7 separate regions of the Mus musculus genome follow, and all the other regions are linked to region 5. A link is a contact called in public HiCAR-type, Micro-C and promoter capture Hi-C data. All regions are on one chromosome and are shown on one strand. The core of a region is the stretch at or near the end of the contact, and the rest is flanking DNA. Distances in the headings are between cores, read along the strand shown. Region 1 holds the start of Kif1a (kinesin family member 1A). Region 2 holds the start of Capn10 (calpain 10). Region 3 holds the start of 9430060I03Rik (RIKEN cDNA 9430060I03 gene). Region 4 holds the start of Gpr35 (G protein-coupled receptor 35). Region 5 holds the start of Thap4 (THAP domain containing 4). Region 6 holds the start of Mab21l4 (mab-21-like 4). Region 7 holds the start of Rnpepl1 (arginyl aminopeptidase (aminopeptidase B)-like 1).

Region 1 (2,700 bases), core at 111-2,610, 650 kb before region 5:
TCTCCGCACCTCCTCCACCAGCAGTCACTTGATCCAATCCGCTTGCCCTAGCAGGCCTTTAATCCCAGCAATGCGGTCCCCTCTTAGGAAGGCTAGCCACTGGGGGACGGGTCCTCTGGTCTCTGAGAGAGAAAAAATTCCCATTCCTGGGGACGTGGGCGCGCATCGGGTCCGCGCCCGGGCGACGTCGCGCCGGCGCCCAGCAGGCCCCATGACTTGGCAATCCCTCTGTCCCCTCCCCCTCCCGCTCCCGTTCCTGCGGCCCCCAGCAGCCTGCACCTCACTGCACCGCAGACCCACCCTCTCCCTTAGCCCCAATGTGGTCCCTGTCCCTTCGGGAGCAGAGGGCGGTGGCCTTCCCAAGGGAAGCAGCTGGGGAGAGGAGTGGCTTAATGAGGGAATGCGAGGGTCTTCACAGGCAATGTTCCTAGAGTCAACTGACGCCAGACTCCCCGAGACCTCTGTCATCCCAGACGACGCGTCTCCCAGCCCCCTCCCTCCAGCCTGGGACCACACCTGTTACTGGGGCACTGGCTTTGTAGCCGCCAGGCATGTCTGCTGGTGGTTCCTCCCACACTGTGTCTTTCTGGAAGGGAAATGGGGTCTCTGAAGGGAGGAGCATCGGGAGCACTAGGAGTGATGGGCAGCATTAAGCCAGTGCCTGGCCGTGGCTCCGCATCCCCCGCCCCGCCCGCCTGTTTTGCTGTCGGCTCCAGCATCTGCCCTCCCCCACCAGAGACCAGAGCGGCTGCCCCGCGTACTCTCCCTAGGGCCTGGATCAGCAGCCGTGCCCCGTCTCGACGCCCCTCAGCCTAGTCCTGGTCCCTACTTGGCATCTCTGCCTCCCCTCCCCCGCGGTTCTGTCGCATCCCTCTGGGTAGCTCCTCTGCAGTGGAGGGATACGGGGAAAGGAGGCTGTGCCCAGATCTGCTTGTTCCTCTAGCTGGCGACCTCCACCCACATGGGCCAAGTATCGCGCCTCAGCAAAAGAGTCTTTTCTGTGGCCCTGAAAAGCTTCGCAGGAAGCACTGACACCCCTGAATTCGCCCCTTTGTTCTTCTAAGAGGCGGGGGAAGGTCGGGGGAAGGGAAGCCGCAGCTCCAAGCCCGCGCTTCGGGCTGCGACAAGGACATTGGCGTTGGTCCGGAATCTCCCATCAGATGCACATTTAGTGCGGGTGCCCGATGCCAGGGACAGGTGCGGGATGATGAGCGCGGATGGCGACAGGCCGTGGGGGCAGTAGCCTTACCTCTCAGGCGTCACTGGGGATAGCCGTGCATGGGCACTGGCACCGGGGAGGGTCCCCGATCCTGGAACTGATGCTTCTTACTGCCTGCTCCTGGTGCTGTGACGATGGCACCGCGTGACGGGCTCCGCGCCCCCGACCCGGCCCTCCCCAAGCCCCTCCCGATGCGCTGGTTGGCTGAGCGCTGCGTCCGAGGCTCAGCCGCCAGCTGGTTTGTCGCACAGGGAGAGGGACGGGCAAAGCGGCACAGAAGAGACGAGGTTGGAGCGGGAGGGGGTTGGGGCAGGGCTGTGACATCACCAGTGAGAGGTGGGAGACGGACGCCCGTAATCGGGTGCAGCACCCCCTCGCTCAGCAGTGCCTATCACTCCCAAAGGAGAGGGACCCGGTGGCGCCCAGCTGAACCTGCCTGCAGACCCTGAGCCCTTCCTCATGCTGACTGCTTTCAATTGAAATCATAAAAACTGTAAAACATCCATCTGCAGGACCAAGAGACATCAACACAGGCTTATCGTGGGGGGTGGGGGGAAGGCTAGGATGGGGTTGAGGCGCATCTTTCACTGAAGAGGGGATTTTGGGGCGGGTTAGGGATTTAGACTCCAAGTGTTAACAGGTAGGTCTCAAAAATCTCATCTGGCTTTTGGGCCCTATCACCAGAGAAAAGTCAGAGCGTTGCAGAGAGCTCTGCTGACTGGGTGAAGCTACAGACGGCAGGCTAACCCGCACCTCTTTTCCTCACACATCCTTCCGTCAGGTGGAGATCTCCTCCTTGTCCCCCTCCCTGTTCCATGGGTCCTAGACCATCATCACACACGGTCACTCCAGCCTAAATCCTCAGGACTTCAACCCACACGCTTCCCTGGATCCTCGATGGCAAACCTCAGCCTTCACCAAGTCTCAGATTTTCCTTTTTCAGTGAGGGTTGGCTGGCAGCTGGGTGAATTACAGGGCCAACCACAGCCCGGGGCTGAGTAACTCAGCTAAGGCCTATGGTCAGCTCTCCCACCAGGACTCCCCGCACTGCGGTGGTGGGAGTGATGACATCACGTTACCATAAAACTAGGGTTTCAAGCTTCCTCTTCAAAAAGCTCCTGCCAGCAGCATCCTCTACCCCTGGCAGTTGCTGGGCACTTTAAATGGTTGTCCACTTAATCCACAGCAGCCTGAGTGAGGCGGGGGCCCAACCTCAGTTGGCAACTGTGTAGCAAGAGGCAGCAGCACTGGTAGGCAGCACAGGCCAGATCCCCATCTTCTGACTGAGACTACCCCCTTTCCCGCCCCACCCCTCCAAAGCCGGGGTGGGGGGAAGCTTCACCCCTTTCTGTTCCTCAATATCACCCGAATAAGAATACCTTCAAGGATGGCAGGAACAGAAAGGCACAGTGTTTATGACTCCATTTTCCGCTGCACTTGTTAATCCCGGCACAGCTTTTTCTAGACATTCCTCTCGTTTG
Region 2 (2,700 bases), core at 152-2,651, 820 kb before region 5:
CATTTTCCTAATTGGTGATCAATGGGGGAGGGCCAGCCCATTGTAAGTGGCACCATCTCTGGTCCTGGTTCTATAAGAAAGCAGGAAAGGAGCCAGGAAATAGCGCCCCTCCTTATGGAAAGCGCCATAGGTGAGCAGAATAAACCCTTTCCTCCCCAAGTTGCTTTGGTCATGATGTTTCGTCACAGCAACGGTAACACTAAGCAGCTTTTCCTTCCAGATTCTGGAGGTCAGGCTCTGCCCGTGGCCCAGCCCTGGATATGGATGCGGCCTTCAGGAGCCGTTCTCCTGAGCTAACCACTCATATGAGACTTCTGGGGGTGAACCAGTTTGCATAACTCTTGAGTCGCGGATAACTTGTCACAATTACTCAAGACTTCCTGGAAAACCGAGTCCAGGCTCTTAATGATTCAACTATAGTGCAGCTTTCAGCCCACCAGTCAGTCCCCTGAGTCGAAATTAAGTACTAAATGAAAAAGCATCCCAAAGAGATGTTGGGCTATGTGGCTACTCCTTTTTTTTTTTTTTTTTTTTTTTTAAATAACCTCAATAAAGAGTTAAGTGTCTTGCACCTCAAATCATGGCGCTGAAGCCTAGTGGAGCCAAGGTAACTGTGTCATGCCACAGCAGTAATTGCTGCTGATGCAGGAGCAGCCCAGCCTCTCACTGGGAGAAGGAGCAACTGTCTAGACTCTGAAGCAGCAGGTTATGGGTAAAAGCTTGGCCTGGTTGTTCCTCTTTAGGCAACGGGTACTTGATCTACTTAACTGCACAAACCGCATTTCCTCTGACTACCTTTTATCCAAGACTGAGAAAAAGGGGCCCAGAGGAGGGAAAAAATATCAGAGCAGCCCTAATAGGTGGCAAACTGCAGTCTACAAGGTGTGAAGCCTCGTCGTCTCCCTTCCTGTCTATGAAGCTTCTAGTCTTGATGAAATACATTTGGAGAAGACACAGAGAACAGTCCTTGGCTGATTTGTGTCCTTCCTGGGACCTGGAAGAGTAGGCACCAGAAGGAGAGTGTCCTGTCCCTGACCTCCTCATGGCATCGAATAATCGTGGAGCCGCAAGTCCACGTCCTGGTCACCATCCAGTCTACAAAACCATAGCCAGGCCATTTAAGGCTTCAAGGAATGCTCCAGCCGCATTCCCTGGCCGCTTAGGATCCAGAGCGTCTGAAGCCCAATCGTTTTGAGACAAATGCCCGACCCCGGCAAGTTTCAACCCCAGTGACACCTCTGCCTCCCCAGAACAACGCAACCACCACCGCGACGGAAGGATAACAACGCGATTCGCTGAGCCACTTCCTCACTGGCTCTTTCAGAAGACAGGGAGGAACCACCGCTTTGCCAAGTTCCTGCCTCACACCGGAAGGAGCGAAGCACGCTGGGAAGTAGACAACGCCTGTGATCAGCGACGTATGCTGGGAACGGCGCTGCATGCTGGGATAGCATTGACAAAGCGATCTAAACCAAAGTGACTTTTCAGCTTCCTGTGGTCACTGAGACTTCGATTTCAAGTGGCTACAGCTGCGTTGTCCCGAGCACTAAAGCATACGGACATCAGGCTAGCACTGCCCAGTTAGAAACGCGGGGACCACGCCCTCGTGCGAGAGCAGAACCTACCAGTCCTGCACGGTTCTGCGCTGCAGCTCGTGCGTGATTAGGCAGCTCTGTCATATGACGCAAGCACGGCTCCTGGTTGGCTCCAGCCGGGTTACCTAGACAACGGAGCTTGCGGCGCTAGGCTGCTCTGCACCAGTAGGTCTCCCGGGCTAAGCAAACACGGTTTGCAGTGAAGGCCGCGCACTCGCTCCCGGGCGGCGACCGAGTCCACGGGCCGCAGATGGGAGCCCAGGGCGCCGAAGATGCGGGCGGTCCGGGCCGAGACGCCGGCGCGGGAGCTCTTCCGGGACGCGGCATTCCCCGCCTCGGACTCCTCGCTCTTTTACAACTTGTCCACGCCTCTGGCCCAGTTTCGGGAGGACATCACTTGGAGACGACCCCAGGTGCAGCAGGGTCTCTTGCCTGGGCGGGTGTTGTGGATATGTTTCTCACGGAGATGGACCCCGGGGTTAGCAGGACCTCGCCTTCAAGCCTATTCAGAAAAGGTGATAGCCAGCCCTGAGAATTCAAATGAGGAGGACAGAAGCAATCGAAAGGCTTGTCTTTTAGATGTTATCTTGGGGTTTCTACTAAAATACACTCCTACCCAAAGTCAGGTAGTAGGGAGCTGTTTTGATATTAAGGGATTAGAAGCAGTATTTCCAGCACCATCCCACCACCTAAGTTTTGTCGGGTGTAATTCAGCGCAATCTTTCTTGGCTTTGCACTTTGCTCTACATTTCTTCTAGTAGCTTTAGGGTATGAACACCAAAAGGTAGCACAGAACACGGGGAGCGTTGTGCTTAACAACTGGGAAAACCTAAGGAGCTGCTTTTCAGGGCTCCCTTAAATGGCACAGGCAGGTGGAACTATGTATTGTTATTTTAGCGTCCATGCATGCAACTCACAACAGTGTTACCCCTCATAGCCAGAAAGGGCTGTGGTAGGAGGGCTTTGGTTTTTTTGGTTTTTTTGGTTGGTTTTTTTTTTTTTTTTTTTTTTTTTTTTTTGCCTTGTTGCAGCTTAAATGGATGGATTGTTCAAGCCTAGTGTTTTTGTTGGTGTTTTTTAGACGTGGCTTATCAGCAGAAAGACT
Region 3 (2,700 bases), core at 103-2,602, 800 kb before region 5:
CCACTAGACTAACATTTTATTATTGGCTGTCCCTTCCCCTCTCAACAGTGTCTGTTTTGGTAGTAGCTCCAGTAACATCTTAGGAAGTCTCTGAGGAAGGCTACTCTACCTTACAGCTTACAGGAAAGATCCTTAAAATGCCTGTCCCCCTCAGGCTGCCCAAGGAACATATCTAAGCCTCTATGAAGTGGGCTTTTCCCAGCTGACAGAGGTGTTAGAGATCTGCTGAGGGCTTGGAGGCAGCAGGAGCCCCACACCCTTGCCCGGAATTCCACAACACCGTGCATCTTCACAAGTGTCACCACATGCTTGTCTTGGCTCTCGGAAGAGGCCTTTTGAGGGCTGCCATAGTACTGAACTATTGCTCTTTGATGTGCATCACCCCCAATGACCTCCAGGAGGCGCAGTTAAGCTGTGGGTCACTCTTTAAGATCATGGGGACATTTCAACTAGACCCTGCCTTCCACGGTCTGAGGAGTTCCAGGTGCCTAGCTGAGGCAGGGATGAAGAATAGGCACCAGGCTGTTGCTTCTCAGGGCAGCCCTGGTTTTGAAGAGTGAGCATAGACCACTGTGGACACCGAGAATGTCAAGGGCTTCCAAGGAGTGGCACTCCAAAGCTCTGGGTACCACCAAGATCTGAAAGTCTGCCTTCCCTTACTAGGCACCTTGGGAAGGTGTTTAGGACACAGGTGGGGACTCTATGAGGGGTTTTAGTGCTTGTGATGTTAGGGTTAAGAGCTCACTGCCCTTGGTATGCCAAGCCCTGTAGTGGCAGTTCCTACTGTCACCTGGCCTGTAGTGGCAGTTCCCACTGTCACCTTGCCTGCAGGACTAGCTTAACTAGGGTGGGAGCAGGCATTAGGGCTTGGCAGGATCTTGGTTGTCAACCTGACAGGAACTTGAGCCACCCAGGAACACCAAGAGTGTCTGTTTTGAGAAGGATAACCGAACTAAGCAAAACCATGCTGAGTGTGGGGAGCACCATCTGGGCTGGGGTCCCAGATGAATAAAAAGACACAAAGCAGAATACCAGAAGTTGCCTCTGCTTCCTGACTGCGGGTGCCCTATGGCCAGCTGCCTTGTGTTCCTGCTGCCTACTTCCCACCACAATGGACTGCGTTACTTTTCGTGAACCAAAATAAACCCATCTAGTTGTTTTAAATCAGGTATTTTGTCATAGCAATGAGAAAAGTAACTTATACAGAATCTTTATAGAAGGGACCTTAGAGGGTCCCCTTACCTCTTCCACCATGAGGCTGCAGCAAGATGACCAGGCATGAACCAACCTCTGGAGCTCCAAGACCTTGGTTTTGGACTTGTAGCCCCCAGAAGTATCAGGTGAGTGTCTGTTGTTTATAAGCCATTTAATATATGAAGCAACCCAGATGGGAACTCCAGGTTCCTGGGAAGAGCTGAGGCTCCTCAACAGAACTCCTCTTCCACGTCCAGAGCGGCAACGTGCCTGCTGAGCAAACTATCTTTGGTGGCAGGGAAGGGCTGAAGGTGGACCCGGCAGATCCAGAAGGGCAGGTTGGGTGTGTTTGTGTGAGAATGTCTCCTTCCTAGGAGACTTTGGCCCCTCTACTAGCCCAGCCCCTTCCCAGCACTATTTCCTGTTCCAGGGTAGTGGGTAAAAGCTTCCCTAGGCTGTGTGCTGCCCAGTCTTGGCTGCCCTTCTCTGACCTTTCTCACCTCTCCTTCCTCCTGAGCTCAGTCGATTTGGAAGGTCCAGAGCCTCTAGGGTGAGTATGGAGTCCTGGTCTTGAGAGCACATGGTCATGGAAGGGCAGCATGGGATAGGAGGTGAAACAGGGTGGGCTGGGCTGCTGGAACCTTGGCAAGCATCAGGTCAGCCAGTAGCCCCATGCTCTGCTACTGCACTCTCCCGACCCCCTCTTCCCTCCCTCCCTTCCCCTATCTGCTCTTCTTTCTTTCTTCCCCCTCACTCCTCCCACCCATAAGCATGCCTTACTAACCTGCAGAGCTCCCTAGGTATGCCTCCCTGGCTTCTTTTGGTACTTGCCAAATTTAACCCCTTTTAGCCTGGAAGAATCACCTTATTCTTGGAAACACGCTGCAGCCAGCCTCTGGGCCCACCACAAAGCCCCGGGTGGAGCTGCTTTCTCAGAGGGCCTTTTCTGCTTTGGTAGGGCAGGCAGGCTGACCTTGCTGGCCGGGAGCATTTTCTGCACGTCCCCCTGGAAGGGAGCTCAAACTTCACCTGCAGAACTTTTAGTCATCCACTTGGTGCTGAACCCCCAGCTACCCTTTTGTCCTCAAACAGCACCCATATAATGCTGCCTTGAGTCTGGGCCTGTTGGCCCTTTGTCTCAGGGGACACAAGGGTGAGGCTCTGTCAAGAATGTGTGCAGTTCTTCCACCCAGACCACAGCTCAGGCTAGGCTTACTTTCAGCTCCTGGGATACTTGCTCCTTTGCAGCTGGCCAGGAGTTTACCTGCCAGAAAGGCATGCCTAGCTTTGGTGCCTATGGTGAAGGCTTCTGGGCCAGGGACCAGTGGCTGTGCTTTGTGGCTGCCCAGGGTCTGGAAAGGTGTCATGTCAGGACACCTGTGTTTGAACCTATGATTGAATCCTAATTGATCTGGGCTTGTCCCTCACCCTCCAGGACCAGCGAGGATACTGAGCAGGAAGCCTACTCAACTTTCACACCGAGTCTTCATCTCCCAACCTCACTTC
Region 4 (2,700 bases), core at 61-2,560, 780 kb before region 5:
ATAGATTGTAGACACAGAATACCCTCTTGCTTCTTACAGCTCTGCAGTGCTCCATGGTGCCAGCATCCTTCCTTCAAATCATAGCCTTGCAGATTGACATGTGAGGTTAAGTGCTGTTACCATTCTGCAGATCTGCACTGCATTGCTGACCTTGAAGCATCCGCTCACCACTTTCTCACTGTTGATGGTAGATTACTAGATATGAGGTTATTGGGTCAGATAATAAATACAGCTCTCGTTGTGCTTGCCGTGTAATGTCCTAGGGATGAGTGAGTCACGCCAGAGGAAGTCACTCTGAGATCATCATCAGACTTTTGGACATGTACCCATTTGCTGGAGGGGTCATGGTGCTGTAGAGAGCTGAATTTGTGCCTGTCCTTTCTTGGTCATGCTGAATAACTTTTTCCTATCTCTAACCTTCCATGCACATACGTTCTTCTGCTTCACTGTCTACCGTCAGCAGCATCTTGCTCAATCTCAGAGGAAGTGGCTCAGAGGGCTGGTGGCCCTGGGGTATCGGGAAGGGTGCTGTGAGAACTCTCAGCTCTGGGTTTCTAAGAGGGCTGCCTCAGTGTGTCTAGGGTACCAATTAAGCCAACTCCTGGCCCACCCAAGACATAGTACCTTATTCTGCCCAAGCAGAAGGCTGGTGTCCTGATGGAGAGATAGGAAAACCCCTCACTGAGAGACTGGCCCCACTTGCCCAGTGTAAGCTTATGGGTGTGACCATTTCACTTGGAGCAGAGTAAGATGTTCACTACACACAACTTTCATAAGCTGGCTTTTTTTTTTTTTTTTTTTTTTTTTTTTTTTTTTTTTTTTTTTGAGAAAGCATTTCTCTGTGGAGCCCTGGCTGTTCTGGAACTAGCTCTGTAGACCAGGCTGGCCTTGAATTCACAGAGATCCTGCCTCTGTCTCCCAAGTGCTGGGATTAAAGGCATTTATTTGCCACTACTGCCTGGCATGAGCTGACATTTTTGTCCTTTCAGATTTTTTTAGTTTGAGGTCTCTGCCACAGTTCAGGACCTGTGAGCATTTATTTTTCCAGAAGCCTGTCAAGGCTCTGGATTAGGGGTGGGAGTGGGGTAGCTAGAGGGGCCCTCAGATTAGAGGTAGATTGACTGAAGGAGATTCTGCTAGAAAGGTATAGTGTTCTTGAAACCCCCTTGAGGCTGGGGAAGGCAGCTGGTGACTGGAGTGCTGTGGAGGGAGACAGCATTGCCAGTAGGGCTTGGCATGAGGCCAGAAGCCAGCCTTCTAGTCAAGAAAGGGGAAGGAGAGCAGAGAGTGTGGGTGAGCAATCTGAGGGCAGTAAAGGGCAATGAGGCCCTGACAAGGCAGGAACTGTGGAGTGGGCAGCACTCAAGTTCTCATCCCACTGTCTCCCACGGGGTTCCACAGAGGTATGGGGCAGTGCTGAAACTGAGCAGCACTTTGAGAAGGCCCACCTGGAGTAGAAGAGTGCTGCCTGAGGTGAGTGAACCACCCCCTACCTCTGTGAGCAAGGTTTCTCTCAGAGGGTAATTATACTTCTGTTGTCTTTAGGGCCCCCATTGACCTAAGCCATCTGTGGGCACAGAGAGACGAGTGGGTGCGAGTTTCCTAGAAGGAAGGGTAATATCCATGCATCTCTCAGGACACATTTGCTACTGGAGGTGGGCACTGGCCTCCTACAGAAAAGGGATGAGTGGGTCAGGAAGAGTGGCTGTTACTGCTACTACTCAGCACCTCCTCACAATGGAGAGCCCTTCAGGGCTAAGAACCCTGGCAGCTCTCCTCAGGACCCTCTCAGGATGTCCACAGAACCCTCTTAAGACTGCTTCAGCATCCTGTCAGACCTTATTGGTGTCCCCTTAGGGCCTCCTCAGGACCCATCTAGAACTCTCCTCAGATTCCCTCAGAATCTCTTCAGGACTCTTTCAGATGTCTCCAGAAGCCTTTTATATTGATCCCCTCATCACTCTCTTAAAGCTCCCTTGAATCAATCCCTTTAGCTTTCGTCAGGGCTCTCTAAGGGCCCCATTCAATACTTGAGGATTCTTCCATGTCTCTTGACCATCCTATAGTAGCTTCTTCCATCAGAGCTCCCAACCACGGTCTGTGCAAGTTTCACCAGCAGAGGACCATAGAGCTAGCATGGCCAGAGGCCAGAGTTGCCCACTGAAGGAATGGACTTGTGCATCAGATCTACATGCTGTTTAAGACAGAAGAGAGGCCAGGAAGATGAAGCCATGATGTGGGCAAAGCCATTCAGACAAAGCAGGGCTGCAGTAATTGTGTGGGGGAATATGCTTAACCAGTTACAGGAGGAGAGAGAAGCCAGGCGTCTGGGAGCAGAGTCCTGAAAGAGCTTTCAGAGAGGAGAGGCAGCCAAGGAGCAGCAGAGCTGGAGCTGTCCAAGGGAGAGTGAGGACCTCTGAGTGGAAGGATGTGCCTTCATTTCAGGAAGCCTGGGCATCGTCAGAGAGCCAAGGACTTCACCAGAGGCTGTAGACTCCCGGGCTCTCAGATAGGACTGACTTCAAAGAGCTTAACCTCAGTGCTTTTCCTGAAACTAAGTTGACTTCTTCTTATTGCCTTTGCCACATTTTTGTTGAAATGGTCATTTTAAATCAGTTTGAGTGGAAAGTACAAGCACAATTGTGTGGCATGACAGGCAACTAAGAGGGTGAGTGAATCCAGGCCTAGCCAGGCCTGCTC
Region 5 (2,700 bases), core at 68-2,567:
TGTTAGAACATGGGGAAGCCAACATCAGTCCTTGCAACACTGCCTCATTTTCAACTGTTAACAAAACTTCTGGGGCATGTTCTATGTGAAATTGTTACGGAAACATTCTGGTTGACTTGTAAGATTGTTTAACGTTACTAGGTTTTGTTTTGAACCAGGTCTTAAGGACTGGAGACTTAATGTAACCCTGTGAACTTTCAACAGATACGTGCCATTCCCATCTTTAAATTTTAACACCAAGTACTAAGAGGTGGCAGGATGTGCGAAGTGACTTCCAAGGCAGAGTCCCTTCGCTCGCTGTTCACTCCTGTTGGAAATCACAGGAGAGGACCAACTGAGGGAGTCTCGAAAGCCTTTGGAAGGCGCGGCCCGCACAAGGGCCACCGAGAACCCCCTGGAAAGCCCTTTCCACGGTCATCCCCCGGGCCTCTGCCAGAGTGCAGGATGCGGGAGGTGATCGGTGCCAGTGCCTGGGCCGCAGGACCCCATAGGAAGGCGATGAGGGCTATGGATGCAGGAAGTAGAGCTGCGTGCGCCGGGCCGCACTCCTGCCACACACCTCCGGGCGGGCTTGCCCCGCCGAGGCAAGAGTGGAGAACTGCCCGAAAGCAAAGATCAGGATTAACCTGAGAAGGCGCCCTTGCAGAATACTCCTGAAATTGGCAGGGCCAGCCCAAATCAGTGCGACGCCCGTTGGTGGAGGTGGCGGAGGGGGCCTCCGGCCGCTCTGCCCGAGGCATGGCCGTGCTGGTCCCCAAAGCCGGCGGTCCAAGCCAAGGTCATAAAGCTCCACGACCCGTCCACCTCCCACAGTTACCCTCGGTTAGCCGGCCCCCCACTCCCGGTCCCCGGAGCTCGGCCCGCCGCGCGGCCTCAGTTTCCCCGCGGGCCCCGGCCAGGGCGGGGGCGTGGCGGACCCGGAGGCGGGCCGCGTACCTGTGGAAGGAGACAGCGCGTTTCTCGCCCTTGCCCTGCCTGTTGGAACAGTTCACGGCCGCGCAGCAGATCACCATTGCGGGCCTCGGTCGTGAGCGCCGCCAGGCTCCGATCCTTGCCGCCCGCCCGCTGGCCCGACCCGCCCCGAGGGAGCGCGGCGACACAGCTCGGGACGTGGGCCGCGGCCGAGCCGTACGGCAAGATGGCTGCGCGCTGCCGCCCGCACCACGCTGCGCTCGGACTGCCCGGCCACGGCGCCGGCGTCGCGGCCGCAGCGGGCGGTGAGTCCGTACCGAGACATGCGCGGGTGGCTGTCTGTACGGAAAGATGGCGGCGCCGGAGGAGCGCAGCTCGGGCCGGCTCCCGGGTGTTCCGAAGCGGCGGCGCGGGCCGGGGGCGGGGCGGCCGCGTCCGGTTAGGAACCACACGCGCCGAGGCCCCACCCCCCGCGTGCCCACCGCCGTACGGCGAGATGGCGACGCCCGCGCTTCCGCTGCGCCGCGCTTGGCTGCCGCGGCTTCCCGTCGCCGTGTCGCGCAGTAGTCCGTCGGAGCGACGGCACGGTCAGTCGGCAGCCGGACAGGGAAGATGGACGCAGGTAAGGAGGGCGGACGCCTGCCCTGTCGCGGGCGGGCTCCCGTGGCCGCCCGCTGGGGCGGAGGCCGGTGTGTTGGGCTGGGCGGGCCGCGCCTCCCCGCAGCGCTCAGTACCGGGTTCGCGGGGCCACTCGTCAGCGCCTCGGCCTCCGGCGCTCGGCCGCGGCCCTCGGGGAGCGTCCCAGCCTGTGGGCTCGCGGCTGCGGGCGTGAGGGCAGGGAGTCTGAGGGACGCATCAGGACGCGGGCACCCTGGTGCCCGGAGAGGACCGGTGCGCCGCGAGGGTGGGCCTTGCGGTGTCCATTGAAGAGCCGACCTCTTTAACTTCTGTCAAGTTGTTGGCCGCTGGTCCAGCTACCACAACATGCACATCTTTTGTCTTTGAAGTTCAATAACCTGTGTAGGTGAGCCCCGCTCCTGTTCTGACAGCGGATCAGTCACATGCTACTTTGACTTCTTGAGGTCCTAATACTGGGTTAAGTGTGGGTGGGTTTTGTTTGTTTGTTTGTTTGTTTGTTTTTAACTGACTCTTGCTTCTGAAGCTGGAGAGTGCGGTTCTTTGTTTATGTTGGCCAGAAGTCTTGGAGATGCAAATCTATCAAATAAGTTGTTTGCTAATAGCCCTAAAAATACCCACCCCACCCCATTCCACCCCACCCCACCCCCAACAGAGGTTCTCTCATTCCCTCAGCAGCGTTAGCGGGTTTTTTTTTTTTTTTTTGGTTTTCTTTTTCTTTTTTCCTTTTTTTAATTTAAGAGCGACCTGCCTTCAAGAATCCACTCCTTTGTGAAGGAGTCCTGCTACCTGATTTCATTGTACTTTTCTTGAATGGCGTTGCTTTTGATGGTTTTCTTCTGACAGCTGTGTTAGAGAAGTAGTCGGCTCTTACTTGGGAGTAATGCCTACAGTTAATACACATTTCAGCAGTTTATGGCATCCGTAGCTGGAGGAAGCAGGAACGTTGACTCCCCAAGATGCATGAGCCAGGTGTATATTTTTTTAAGATAATTCATTTTTTTTTTTTTTTTAGAATGAATAACTGAAGCTGTCACACCACAGTGCCTCTTGGAGGTGTGGAATGGGATAATACATTGAATTACTTAATTATCCTCTCCCCCACTTTTTTTTTTAAAGACAAGGCCTCACTGTTTAGTCTTGTCTAATATG
Region 6 (2,700 bases), core at 64-2,563, 590 kb before region 5:
TCCCCACCCCCCACCCCACCCCACCCCCACACACACACTGTTACCTGGTGGAATGAGCCTGTGGTGCTTGCAATGTACAATGGCAGCCACCAGAAGATCTTTGAGGACACACAGGACTTTACTGGGTACAAGGTGGCCACAGCACTTGTCTCTGTCCTCTGAGGAGACACTGAAGATGTCAGCAGTCATCCATGGCTCCAGGCCAGATGCCTCCTTGAGGACACCCAGGCGACAGATTGCAGGGCCATCCCCTGGCTCAGTGGCTTCTGACTCCTCGATCAGGAGAGCCTCCGAATCCACCCCCAGGAGCACCTCCACATCCAGTGGGTCCTCTGAGGAACGCAGGGCAAACTGGAAGGCCTCCAGGTCTCTAGAATAGTCAACAATGAAGCGGGAGTCCAAGGCATGGACGCGTTCCAGCACCGTAAGCAAGATATTCTCCGCTCTCTGGTAGTCCTGGACACGGGGTGACTCCCGTGACTGGATGGCCAACAGGTAGTGATGCCACAGGGGCACCTGCTCCGCCATGTCTGGAGCAAAGACACAGGGAGCAGGCATCTCTGAGCCAGGCATCCCTGAGCCGAGCAGCAGGCAGCAGGGCCCCGCTGGCTCTTGGGGACCGCTCTCGAGCTTGTGTAGACTGGCTCGGAGGAAGAGGTACCTGCCCAGGTGAGGAGCAGGTCTGCAGGCAGGGCTCAGCTCTCCACAGGCAGAGTTCCAGAGTGACAGGCTTCTCGCAGCAGGTTAAATAGCTGAACCAAGGCCAAGGCCTTTGAAGTGGGGTGAGTCAGTACCTAACAATTAAGAGTATCACAGGGGGCTGTCGGAGGAGGAGGCGGAGGCCCTACTCACCACTCTCCTCAGTCTCTACTCCTTCCTGAATCTTGGGCCCCAAACACAATGGCTTAACCCGAAAGAGGGGGTGTGTACCTCATGCTTCACACTCCACCCCAACCCAAAAGCTAGTCACAGTGTCTTTGTGAACTGGGTCTTCCTTGTCCTGCCTCCCTTCTCATGGCTCAGAAGCTCATGGCTGCCAGACCCTGTGTGGGTCCCAGGTCTTGCTCAGGAAGCTTGGGAGAAGAGCCACCCTCAGGTCAGACCTGGGCAGTGTCTTCTTAGCATTCCACAAATACCAGTGTAAATCAACCCTCCTCCAGCGGCCATCCATATAATTGGCCAGCTCAGCCCCTCAGGCTGCCCAGCCATCCTTCCAGCCTCCCTCTGAGAAGACCTAATGCTCACCTGGCCAGGAGCTGGGGCCTTCTAGGAGAAGCAGTCTCTGGCTCTGCCTCACGGCTGGAAAGTCTCACCATACAAACCCCTCCATACCTGCCAGTGGGTGCCCTGCCCGGTGCCGCCTCCCTGCTCAGAGTTGTGCAAGTCCAGACTGGCAAGAAGGAGCCGCCCCTATCGACCCTTGGCCCCTAGAGGAGGCCCAGTGAGAGGAGGCAGTTCAGTTTCTAGTCTGCAAACAGCCTACAGGTTGACAGCCTAGCAAGCGTCATTGGAGGTGCCATCTCTGCAGCCACACTGCGATGGTCTCAAACCCCAGAGAGCAGCATTGAGTCAGAGTTAGCAGATGGCAGGGTAGGAAAACTGCCCTGCTTAGAGGGGCTGCTCAGAGCCTCTGGCGGGGTGGGGTGGGGGGCTTGCAACCTGTGAGCAGGCCTTCTGCTAACCTCCTTGGGTAGAGATAGGCATCCCTGCAGCCTGCCCTGGCTCTGGCGATGGGGATGCCCAGAATATGGCTGCCCAAGGCTGTTCAGGTTCCAGAGGCCTGGCTTCCTCTACCTGTCACACTGCATTTGCTATGCCCTACCCCACAGTGTCCCCACCACTGTGGTCTGTGGGAGGTGGGTCCCACCGCACTATAGAATCCAGCTCTGAAGTCGCCTCGGCAGCCAGGCCAGGAAGTTCCTTCCTTGCTTGGAACCTGGGCTTTCCAGCTTTTCTATGCAGCCTCACCGGAGCCTCTTAAAGTCACCTAGGAGACCACGCCACCCCTAAGCAAGGCGCTGCCTAAGCTTCTCACCCTCTGTGCTGCCCTCCCATTCTGTGACCTGGTATGCCCGGCAGGCCAGAATGCTATCTGTCCTTTCTTACTTAGCCCCTCTGGTGAGGAGCCATAGTGAGCTCTCCATGGCTGGGACAGTGTCATCATTGTCGTCACTGTCCTCCTCCTCTCCCTCCCCTCCCCCTCCCTCTTCTCCTCCATGTATTCCACATCTGGGCTTGACGTCAGCATTCAGAACAGGCAGAATAGATGTGAACAGTGAAGAGCTGGCCCTGAGCTCGGCTTGGACACATGAGGACAGCACAGGGATTCAGTAGAGAGAGGAAGATGGAGTTGGTGGCAGTGTTCGGGACCCACAGGGCGGACCCAAGCCTGCCACCTTGCAGACCCGAGAGTGTTGATATGTAAAACAGGGGAAATGGAGGAGACAGTGAGGTCAGAAGTGGTCAGCGTAGTTCTTGGAGCCCACGGATGTCACAAGGGCTTGGTTACTAAACCACAAACATATTGATTCACCCCTCAGTGTAGCACAGGGACAAGAACACTGGCTCCAGACCTCAGGAATTCCCAAGTGCTCTGGGAGAGGCTGGCAGGGAGGGGGACATTCCAGTCTGAACGGAGTGCATGAAACGGATTTCAGTAAGTATGTGGTGTAGGCTCCACAAGGCCTCGACATATCACAC
Region 7 (2,700 bases), core at 63-2,562, 840 kb before region 5:
AGAAATGATAAGACCCCCAACCTCTGGGGGTACAACTTGAGACTGGGCTGGGGGACCCCTACAATCTACATCATTTGGACAAAAGAAACCCAGGCCAACAGGACAGTCCAATTGAGTTGAGAATCTGAGAATCCCTTCGTAGATAATCTTGTGGACAGGCCACTGGACACCTGAAAGTAGTGATAACCTTAACTCTGGGTCCCTTTACTCTTTTTAACCCAGCTGGCTGCACCCACTCCGTATACAGCCAAGGATGACTGGGAACTATTGATGCTTTTGTCTCCGCCTCCCAAGTGCTGGAATTCTGAGGGGTTTCCATTGAGCCCGGTCTTCCTCCCTCTTGTCCTTGCCTCTGAATGACAACATGAGCCCTGGAGTTCCTGCAGAATCTGAAATGAGGGCTCCAGGAGTGATCCCAGGTACTGCCAGCTAAGAGGGCGCATGGAGACTTAGCCGTACCTCTCACCTGTGGAAAGAGGGCTGGTTCACTTGACTTGCATTTGGGGAGACTGAATCCAGACAGCTGGGCACTCCCCAGAAGTGACACTTCACCCACACTATCAGAGTAGGAGACAGAATGTGTCTCTCCAGAATATTCCCCCAGTTTTAAAAGTTCCTCTCCCTCAAAATCTGTCCCTCCTCCTACCGATAGACAGCAGATCACCTCTGTCCACACCTTGTATTGGTACTGGTATTGGACAGCTCAACCTTTGAACGGTTTTGTTGTGCTAGCCTAAAATGCCCCTGCAGCTCTGTAGCCCTTACATAGGAGCCTCAAGGCAGAACTGCGTTCATCAGTGTGTCTTCACTCCACACACACCTCAACAACAACAAAAAGTCGATCCTAAAACACGGCCAGTGCTACTGACAGCTTCTCTTTATGCCTAATTTGAATCTAAATAGTCACACCTTTATGGACTATGTACTTGACAGCCGTGCATTTTCCCAAGCCGCTTTGCACCCGATGGCTACTGCCCAGGCCAATTGGAGGACTCTGGCGGAATCGCATCAGGGTAACCACAAGAATCATTCCCGGAGTCTGAGGACCGACTGGAAGAGGTGTCACCTGCGTCCCTGCGAAAGCGACGGTCCCGCCTCCAAGACTACCCCGCAAGCCATAGTTGCAGCGCGCAGGCTGAAGATGCCCAGCCTTCCCCAGCGTCCTGCCTCGCGTTCTGCTCCGCCGCTCGCGCCGCGTCTCGGTGCACAGGCCCGGGGCCGCACACAGCGCCCCCGGTGGCTGCCGAGCCCAGCCTGAGCGGGGCGGCGCACGGCGCGGGGACGGGCCGGGCGGCTCCCGGCGCGACTTCCTGTTGTGCCCGCGCCCGGCCGCCACCGCCGCCGCCGCCGCCGCCACCACCACCGCCACCGCCACCGCCACCGCCGCCCGGGCCCCTCGCCCACTGACCGCGGCCTACAGTGGCCGCCGCCCATGGATTTCACCTAGCGCCGGTGGTCATGGCGGCGCAGTGCTGCTGCCGCAAGGCGCCCGGCGCCGAAGCCGCGCCCGCCCGCCCGCCGCCGGAGCCGCCGCCCGCCCTGGACGTGGCCTCGGCCTCCAGCGCGCAGCTCTTCCGCCTCCGCCACCTGCAGCTGGGCCTGGAGCTGCGGCCCGAGGCGCGTGAGCTGGCCGGCTGCCTGGTGCTGGAACTGTGCGCGCTGCGGCCCGCGCCCCGCGCGCTCGTGCTCGACGCGCACCCGGCCTTGCGCCTACACTCGGTCTCGTTTCGCCGCGCCTCCGCCGTCTCCGAGTCGCCGTGCACCTTCGCCTTCCCTGCCCCGGGGTCGGGGCCCCCGCTGCCCGGCTTCGCCGATGCGCCTGGAGCGGAGTCTGCCAGCTGCCCGCTGGCCTTCAGGCTGGACCCGTTCACCGACTATGGCTCCTCTCTGACCGTCACACTGCCTCCCGAGGTGCAGGCGCACCAGCCCTTCCAGGTCATCCTACGCTACACCTCGACCGACGCCCCGGCCGTGAGTCCCGCCCGGGTGGGCTTCTGGATTGTGGGCGGTCAGCGGGGTTTTGAAGGCACCCCTCGTTCATTTCACTGCTGGGCCAGCTGCACCCTGCCCCTGGGACACCTGCAGAGGGCGAGGGGCAGCCTGGACCAAGAGTCTGTCTGCCCTAGGTGGCATATTGCCTACAAGTTCTTCGAGTAGAGCCCCAGGTCCAGGCCCGGTGGACAGTGGAGATACTCAACAGTGTGTTTCTCAGGGGAAGGGGAGAACGACAACTTCCCGTCTTGTACCAGTATCTGGGTACAAGAGCAGCTTCTGGTGGGGCTCTGCTAAGTCAGCTGTAAGAGCCCAGCATTGAGGGGTGTTCTGAGAGCGCCTGATACAGAAGGGCCACCCTGTGACCTGCACCTTCACAGGGCTTGAGGACACCCGGGTCTGTTCTCTGGAGGTGGAACGAGGGACAGTGGGTGACAGACAAGGCCTTGTGAGCTGTGAGGCGTGGCTTTGGGCTCCCTACACTGTATTGTGACATGCTGGGGCAGGTGTGCTCCACCTCCTAATAGACACACAGGGCTCTGCTCAGGCTTTCCGCACAGAGCACCCACCATCCCACAGGTCCCGATGGAAAAAGCAAAGGATGTAAAGCTAGTGTTGGGGTAGCACAGGGCCAATGGGGTTGCAGAATGGAACAGGACCTTTGACTCCTGAAGCACGGTTCCTCCCTCCAGCTCCCCAGGTAGGAGA

Evidence for each region. Promoter capture Hi-C pulls out the DNA fragments that hold promoters and counts their contacts. Hi-C and Micro-C count contacts between places; a contact is called where the count stands out from the background. HiCAR-type assays count read pairs that join an accessible place to other places. Capture Hi-C pulls out chosen DNA fragments and counts their contacts.
Region 1: a contact with region 5 is called in a HiCAR-type map of astrocytes, with 2.7 times the contacts expected there. The contact joins the promoter of Kif1a here to the promoter of Thap4 in region 5. A contact is called at or near these places in 14 of 39 promoter capture datasets (the C10 cell line, the HPC-7 cell line, cranial neural crest and 8 more), 6 of 115 datasets of contacts at active chromatin or transcription factors (astrocytes, embryonic stem cells and large pre-B cells) and 1 of 9 other capture datasets (adipose tissue).
Region 2: a contact with region 5 is called in a promoter capture Hi-C map of pre-B cells. The contact joins the promoter of Capn10 here to the promoter of Thap4 in region 5. A contact is called at or near these places in 7 of 39 promoter capture datasets (the C10 cell line, the HPC-7 cell line, cranial neural crest and 3 more), 1 of 484 Hi-C or Micro-C datasets (uterus), 3 of 115 datasets of contacts at active chromatin or transcription factors (the SCID.adh cell line, double positive thymocytes and memory CD8 T cells) and 3 of 9 other capture datasets (adipose tissue, embryonic stem cells and liver).
Region 3: a contact with region 5 is called in a promoter capture Hi-C map of pre-B cells, with 8 times the contacts expected there. The contact joins the promoter of 9430060I03Rik here to the promoter of Thap4 in region 5. A contact is called at or near these places in 12 of 39 promoter capture datasets (the 3T3-L1 cell line, the C10 cell line, the HPC-7 cell line and 7 more), 1 of 115 datasets of contacts at active chromatin or transcription factors (embryonic stem cells) and 1 of 9 other capture datasets (embryonic stem cells).
Region 4: a promoter capture Hi-C map of liver shows a contact between it and region 5. The contact joins the promoter of Gpr35 here to the promoter of Thap4 in region 5. A contact is called at or near these places in 4 of 39 promoter capture datasets (cranial neural crest, hippocampal neurons, pre-B cells and 1 more) and 1 of 9 other capture datasets (liver).
Region 6: a promoter capture Hi-C map of embryonic stem cells shows a contact between it and region 5, with 6 times the contacts expected there. The contact joins the promoter of Mab21l4 here to the promoter of Thap4 in region 5. A contact is called at or near these places in 9 of 39 promoter capture datasets (the C10 cell line, cranial neural crest, embryonic stem cells and 4 more), 3 of 115 datasets of contacts at active chromatin or transcription factors (embryonic stem cells and large pre-B cells) and 1 of 9 other capture datasets (embryonic stem cells).
Region 7: a contact with region 5 is called in a Micro-C map of embryonic stem cells, with 2.0 times the contacts expected there. The contact joins the promoter of Rnpepl1 here to the promoter of Thap4 in region 5. A contact is called at or near these places in 3 of 39 promoter capture datasets (cranial neural crest, liver and pre-B cells), 3 of 484 Hi-C or Micro-C datasets (CD4 T cells and embryonic stem cells), 1 of 115 datasets of contacts at active chromatin or transcription factors (extraembryonic endoderm stem cells) and 2 of 9 other capture datasets (adipose tissue and liver).

Annotation. Positions count from the first base shown.
Region 1 is chr1:93,100,514-93,103,213 of GRCm38.p6, forward strand. Kif1a (kinesin family member 1A) reads right to left here and starts at 1,361. Exons shown (of 49, transcript NM_001368847.1): 1 at 1,250-1,361.
Region 2 is chr1:92,933,007-92,935,706 of GRCm38.p6, forward strand. It overlaps Capn10 (calpain 10), which reads left to right and starts at 1,402. Exons shown (of 12, transcript NM_011796.2): 1 at 1,402-2,008. The coding sequence starts at 1,868. 9430060I03Rik (RIKEN cDNA 9430060I03 gene) reads right to left here. Exons shown (of 2, transcript NR_015525.1): 2 at 520-2,097.
Region 3 is chr1:92,949,238-92,951,937 of GRCm38.p6, forward strand. 9430060I03Rik (RIKEN cDNA 9430060I03 gene) reads right to left here and starts at 1,353. Exons shown (of 2, transcript NR_015525.1): 1 at 1,243-1,353. It also overlaps a transcript of Gpr35 not described here.
Region 4 is chr1:92,971,809-92,974,508 of GRCm38.p6, forward strand. It overlaps Gpr35 (G protein-coupled receptor 35), which reads left to right and starts at 1,311. Exons shown (of 2, transcript NM_001104529.1): 1 at 1,311-1,473.
Region 5 is chr1:93,753,521-93,756,220 of GRCm38.p6, forward strand. Thap4 (THAP domain containing 4) reads right to left here and starts at 1,318. Exons shown (of 6, transcript NM_025920.3): 1 at 937-1,318. The coding sequence starts at 1,013. It overlaps Atg4b (autophagy related 4B, cysteine peptidase), which reads left to right and starts at 1,385. Exons shown (of 13, transcript NM_174874.4): 1 at 1,385-1,534. The coding sequence starts at 1,525.
Region 6 is chr1:93,159,557-93,162,256 of GRCm38.p6, forward strand. It overlaps Mab21l4 (mab-21-like 4), which reads right to left and starts at 1,314. Exons shown (of 6, transcript NM_001159940.1): 1 at 1,246-1,314; 2 at 45-794. The coding sequence starts at 573.
Region 7 is chr1:92,909,513-92,912,212 of GRCm38.p6, forward strand. Rnpepl1 (arginyl aminopeptidase (aminopeptidase B)-like 1) reads left to right here and starts at 1,313. Exons shown (of 11, transcript NM_181405.4): 1 at 1,313-1,971. The coding sequence starts at 1,459. It overlaps 5033417F24Rik (RIKEN cDNA 5033417F24 gene), which reads right to left and starts at 1,252. Exons shown (of 2, transcript NR_138578.1): 1 at 1,067-1,252; 2 at 1-466.